Linked DNA regions of Mus musculus: region 1 is linked to region 2. Evidence: chromatin contacts called from public HiChIP or PLAC-seq data. All regions are on one chromosome and are shown on one strand. Each heading gives the region's core, a stretch centred on a gene start, on an enhancer-like site or on the middle of the called end of the contact. The rest is flanking DNA. Distances are from core to core; before and after follow the strand shown.

Region 1 (3,142 bases), core at 641-3,140, 150 kb before region 2:
GTTTCAGGTGGGAACAAAGACTCTGTAAGGAGTTAGACTAGAGGCTAACCATGCTACATTCTGACCAGCAATCTATGTTTTATCTGTGTCTTGAAATGCTGAAGGAACATTCAGAAATAATGGACTAAATCATTTCACAGGAGAAATTTCAAAACAGCAGGACAGTTAGCCAGTTCCAAAGTTATTGGTGACTGGATTTTGTCAGTTTTATGGTGACAGAGAAGAAAAACAGAGTGGAAAGAAATAGAATTGTAATTTGGTGGAGAAGGGAATATGAGCATACTAAACATGCTACAGACAGGGTGATGCCAATGAGGCAAAATGCTAAAATCATTAGAGATCAGGACATTAGGGAGAAATTGAGGATGTTGTACTGCAGAAGCAATAATGAAGAACACCCCACCCACAAGTGGTTCTAGGATGTAAAAAATTCAAACACTTAAGAAGACACTGTCTAAAAGAATAGGAACACACCATTCAAACAGAGCCCTAGGTTCCTAGGGAGACCCAGCTACATTTGAATTATCCCCCACATAGTGTTTTGCATACCTGCAGAATACAAAAATCATGAGGTTAGGGGACCTTGTGCCAAGATTTCAGCAGAAGCCTGTGAAGGTGAGAAGTATAAGGTCAATTCTCCATAGAGAGGTCCCATGAGACAATCCAGAAAGCTTTAAGGATGAAGTCTAAGTTGAAACTGAGACCACAAGATGTTGGATGCCAGCAACATGGAGCATTTTCTGAGGAAAGATGATAAAACCAAGTGGAAATGAGCCCAGAGAGAGGACACATGGGCCACAAATGGCAGGGATGTAGAGGTGGGGCTGTCCAATCTCACATCATGCCTCCAGATGTTCCAGATGCCAAACACAAAGATGTAGACCTTTGTAGCTATGGTCCTGCTGGGTTTCATCTTGCATTGACTCCATTTTCCTCTGGTGCCCCCATTCCTTACTTTACGGGTGAGGGTATTTACCCTGTTATTATATACTGGTAGTATGTAATGCGCAGCCCCTGATCAGATAGGGCTTACAGCAAAGAATTTGCCTTGAGTCTAAGAAGAGACTTTGAACTAAAACTGTTAAGATTCTAGGGACTTTTGAAGTTAGAATGTATTTTGCATTATGAGATAGTTCTGAGACTATTATGTTCAGGGCCAGGATGCTCTGGCTTGAATTTAAAATGTCTCCCACAGACTCATGTTTCAAACTCTTGTTTCTCGTGTGTTTAGAGACTTTAGGATCTTACTAATGGAAGTGGGTGTCTAGGGATGAGCCTTTGAGGTTATAGTCAGCCCTGATTCTGGCCTTGAGCTTTCTCCTTCCTATCTTTAGCATGAGACAGGAGCAGCCACTGTCTCCAAGGGCTGGCTGATTCTTTCCCCACTGTGATAGGTGAGAACCTCTGATACTATAGGCTTGAATAATGTTTCTCTCACATGAGTTGCTTCTGTCAGAAAATCTGTCAAAGCAGCAAGAAAACTAGCTAATACACCATCAGAAAGCAACTCAGTCATGGTGATTTAAAACCTGGCATATCGTGAGTCTATCTATGCTCAGTTAACTTGGGATTTATGTTCTATAAGTACTACTAACCATGTTTAGGTATCAAGGGCTACCTAAGAATATCTGTCCATTCCTCCTCATCCTCAGGAATAGGTATGGCTTTGCCTGCATTTGAGTATAGCCTGGGAAAGATGGGACAAGTGAATAGCCTAGAAAAGGTGCTTAATCCACTCAATGTCTGTCATGGCTTTGACCCAGACTGGTCTTAGCCTCCCCTGTTTGAGTTCAGAAAGGCAGTATTGTATGAGAAGGAAGGGCTGGTTGGAGGCAGAAGTCATTTTTGAGCCTCCGGATTCCCAGGGTAGACCTGAGGAGGGCACTGTGGGACCTGAGTGGAATTAGTGCCTGGCCTATAACACTGATTTTTAGATAAAATCTGTCAGTCTCCAGACCATGCTTTGTGGATCTCCATATGAGTTTTAACAGATTTTAAGAGCGGGCCTGAACAAGAAGAAATACAGCTGTCTCCTTCTGGCCTTCACTCTTTCCTGTCACCTGGTCATGACTTCCGGTCCCTGCATTCTTGGACCTCTAGATTGTTCCTTCACTTCTATTCTTGAATTCTAGTTATTTTCCTTCTTTTATCAATACAAACCTGTTTATATGGTATAACTATGTTCTTAAATGTTTTATATGGCCTGCCTGTGTTTTGTGTTGAGAGTGTCTGTTAGTCTACCCATCCTGTTGGAGACAAACCATACTTGATACCAGTATTAAGATTTTTTTAGGCTTGTCCTGAGTGGGACTATATCAGCTATCTACTGCTGTGCAGAAAACTAACTCAAAGTAGAATAGGTTCCAACTCCAGTAAGTCATCTCTACCAGCAATCTGTGCATTGGCTGGCTGGCTCCTTCAACTAGTTCATTTGAAAAGTCATGAACATTTGGAGGTTCCCAAGAGCTCTGGATCAGCAATGGCCTCTTGTAATCAGAATGGGGCCTCCTCTTTCCATGTGGCTCCTCTTGGCAACTGAGTCCCAGCCTTTGACACACATAGCTGTAGGGTTCCAGGAGAGCAAAGATGGGAGTCACATAGTAGCCTAGCCTGCATGCCTTGATTTGCACAATGTCTCTTTGGCTGTGTCTTATGGGTCAAAAAAAATCACAAAGTCAGTCTGACTTAATAGAGTTGAGAAATTGACTATTATTAGAAGGAGCTTCAGTGGCATAGCATAAAGAAGCAGGATGGCACAAAGGCAGTGCTTAAGACCAACAGTCTCAGTACATAAACTACAGGGTACCCAGTTACACGGAACTTTAAAAAGACAGCTGCATTTTCTAGCTCAGGTGTGTTCCAAATATTACACAGGACACACGCAGGCTAAACAAACAAACTAAAGCCTTCATTGTTTATCTGGCTACAAATTTACCTGTGTTGATTGTGCCTGGAAGTGCTAATTAACGGACATCGTAAATTTTGCTTACAGCCAACATTGGCTTTCAACCTCTATATAAAACAGCCACAGCTTGGTTCTTTAGGAAATCTCAATCAGTAAGTATTGCTCAATATAAGAGAAAATATATCGTGTTAGCCTCAGGAGCCCTTTCAAAATATTAGCAGACCATCAATAAAGCCT
Region 2 (3,160 bases), core at 528-3,027:
CCCAAGGCTGCGATTACAGGAGCACACACCACACTCGGGCTTTTAGGAGTGTTAGAGATGTGAACTAGGCTCCTCATGCTTGTACATCAAGTTCTTTACCAACTGAGCCATCTTCCAGGCCTCCCAACAAACAATTAATTTCTTAAAGGATTTTCTATCCAGCTATCTTTTTGCATAATACTTTGTTAATACTTTGGGATTTGGTGCATGTGTACAACCTGTTTGGCTCATATTCACCAGCTCCTCCTCCCATGCTGTAACCCACAGAGTCCAGTTTGTGCTGCCTATACATTGTCCATAGACACATGCATGTAAGGGTATCCCTGGAGATCCACCTATCAGGAGGCACATCAAAAAACAAACAAACAAACAAACAAACAAACAAACAAACAAACAAACCTGTCTCCAGATATGGCAGCAAATGCTTTTTATCCCAGCCGTAGTGGGTGGAGGCAGGGGGATCTTGATCTTGTCAGCTCTACACACATTTGGTCTACATAGAGAGTTCTAAGACAGAGCTACCTAATGAGACCCTGTCTGGAGAGAGGGAGGGGGAGGGGGAGGGGAGGGGGAGGGGGGAGAGGGAGAGCTGAGTCTTTTTCCCCTAGAAGCCATCCTCTGCCTGAGGTTCCTGGGCAGGCCTGTGTACACCTCCACTCCATGTGGTATCCAGCAATCTTGAAATGATTATCTGTGGACTCCTAGATTTTCCTAACTCATGCAACCAAAGCATTTTCCAAGCGCAGCTCATTTTTACCTCCTTCCAACCTCTACAAATTGCAGTTCTTAGATGAGGGATATCTCTTAGCGAGCACAAGGCCCTGGGTTGGATCCATTGTATTAAGATTATAAAGCAATGTTAAAGTAATCATTTTCTTATTCTAAGTAGCTTTGGGGTTGTCGTCAATATTTCACAATTCAATGTTATAGTTAGTGAGGTTTTTTTCCTCAAATACCCTTTATCAATATTATGCCTTTAATTTATAAATCACTAAGTGCTCTTGCCATGACTGGATTCTGAAGTTCATCAAAGGCCTTTCTTTTTGAATTGATGGCTCTTGGCTTTGACCTGAAATCAGAAAAACAGAAATTCAACGTGGCCACAATTTTTAAAAATATATTGTTGAATTTGATTTAATTATTAATTCTAAAAATGTGTCATCTGAATTTTTGAACTTTAAATATGTCCATTTGGGAAGGTTTTTATTTTGTTTTTGTTGTTCACTTTCAGTTTTTTTTAATTTTGTTTGTTTGTTGTTTAGTTTTGTTTTGATTAATCAACGATTTCAGAAACACAAAGTGAGTAGCTGATTTTCCTCTTTGTATGTTTTGGAGTAAAATGTGCCCGATCTGTATAATAACTTCAATGTTTGGAAGATTCTTCAGTTAAAATAATCTATTCCTTAAGTTTTCCTTGTAGGAAAATGTCTTAGCTACTGGCTCAGTGTCTTTGATGGTTTTGCCACTACTAAATTTAGATTTAAAAAAAAAGAAATGGAACTTAAGAAGATTTGGCCACTACTCCATCTGCGTCTATAATATGAGACACATGACCACAGAAGGATTTAAATTCTTTTATTCTCTCCTCTTGTGACACACTTAATAGCCATCTACGGCAGCCCCATGCCAAGACACCTGTGTCGTAAGGGGCTCTGGTTACAGAGAAGGGGAAGCAGGTGAAAACGGAGTGTTTCTCTTGGCTGGGACAGCTGCTTCCTGTCACTGCCATGTGGCATGTCATCTTCCTGCATCTCCTCGCCTGATGCCACAGTGGTTATGAGCAATGGATGTGGGTTTCCCTTCCCAGAGACAGCAGGACCGCCTCAGTGTAAGGCACTACTCACTAACTCCCACCATACAACCTCCTGAGGAATGTCCACCTGCAGATCTTCCACAAGCGCTGTTGTGGTGGTGGCAGCAGACACACACCACAGAAATGCAGACTCTCTGCTTACAAGTCACACAAGCCACCCCATGTGTTGCTCATCTCAGGAGGGTGGGACCTGATCAGTTCACCCAGTCCTCTAAACCTCTGCTGTGTTCCGCTGCCAGAGCCCAGAATTGCCATAAAACAGGTTGATTTCAGCCTGGGTTGTGCTGGAAAACTGACATTTTGAATTCTTATTGGCACTTTGAAGAGAACATAGCCTTCTCCAGTTATTGTGCTCCTAGCACTAAAATATTGAGAAATAGACTTTCCATATGCAGTATAAGAAAAACAGCTAAAACCTAAGATGTATTCCCGCTGCCTGTAATTTTTATTAGCTTTTTAAGAAACCTCAGTGCCCATCAGACCCAGCTCTTGTTATTTTTATTGATGCCGTATAGACAATCATAATCAAAACCATGGTCAAAACTGTTCAGCCCCTCTGCTGCTGCCCCGAAATTGGCAGAAAATTCTCATTTAGAATTTGTAAGAAAAACCCAGAGGAAGCTTGCAGAAACCCTTTATGCCATATTTCCCGGCAATGGAATATTTTCCTGCCTTTGAAAGAGCAATTAAATTTTACTTGAGCAGAAGTGTAAATCCAGGTGGTGCGTGGGATACCATCCCCCTCCGGTTCTCCTTACAGACACAACAGCATGCTCATTTACAATAAGCAGGATCCTTTGTAAAGCATTGGTTTAGTTTTGTTAGTGTGTGTGTGTTAGTGTGTGTGTGTGTGTGTGTGTGTATTAGTGTGTGTTTGTGTGAGTATGTGTGAGCGTGTGTATGTGTGTGAATTTGTGTATTTCTAAGTGTGAGTGTGTATGTATGAGTATGTGTGTGTGAGTTTGTGTGTGAGTATGTATGTGTGTGTGTGTGTATGAATGTGTGTGGATGTATGTGTGTCTGTGGATGTGTGTGTGACTGTATATGTGTGTGTGCTGTGTGAGATGTGTAAATGCTGATGTGCATGTAACAAAGTGGGAGTCAGAGAACCACTTTGTGGAGTGACTCAGTTCTTTCTTCCCACCTTTTTCCCACCTGTTTCCAGGAATCGAACTCAGGTCACAATCAGCCTTGAGCAGCAACTGCTTTACCCACTTGAGCCAACCAGTCAGCCTAGTATCCCTTTCTAACCATGCTTCCAAATGTGAAGTCAGAGTCTGTGACTATAAAACACGTTCCTGTGGAGCATGAAAGGAAGAAGGTTTGGAGTAGAGCCAACTTTGCAAG

The links. HiChIP or PLAC-seq counts read pairs in DNA pulled down with a chosen protein or histone mark.
Region 1: a contact with region 2 is called in a RAD21 HiChIP or PLAC-seq map of pro-B cells, with 3 times the contacts expected there. The contact joins two enhancer-like sites. A contact is called at or near these places in 2 of 39 promoter capture datasets (the C10 cell line and hippocampal neurons), 1 of 15 datasets of contacts at CTCF or cohesin (pro-B cells), 3 of 484 Hi-C or Micro-C datasets (cerebral cortex, cortical neurons and large pre-B cells) and 1 of 115 datasets of contacts at active chromatin or transcription factors (CD8 T cells).

The regions. Positions count from the first base shown.
Region 1 is chr3:37,951,844-37,954,985 of GRCm38.p6, reverse strand. All of the region lies in intron 2 of Gm20755 (predicted gene, 20755), which reads right to left. Among named protein-coding and RNA genes, the nearest start is that of Gm22899, 42 kb to the left of the region's middle. Within about 2 kb of position 1,890, at least 3 of the 459 cell types and tissues checked have an H3K27ac peak or open chromatin away from gene starts, as enhancers often do. A contact at or near this core is called in pro-B cells, where this site is marked.
Region 2 is chr3:37,804,513-37,807,672 of GRCm38.p6, reverse strand. No RefSeq gene overlaps it. Among named protein-coding and RNA genes, the nearest start is that of 4930556A17Rik, 22 kb to the left of the region's middle. Within about 2 kb of position 1,777, at least 82 of the 459 cell types and tissues checked have an H3K27ac peak or open chromatin away from gene starts, as enhancers often do. A contact at or near this core is called in pro-B cells, where this site is marked.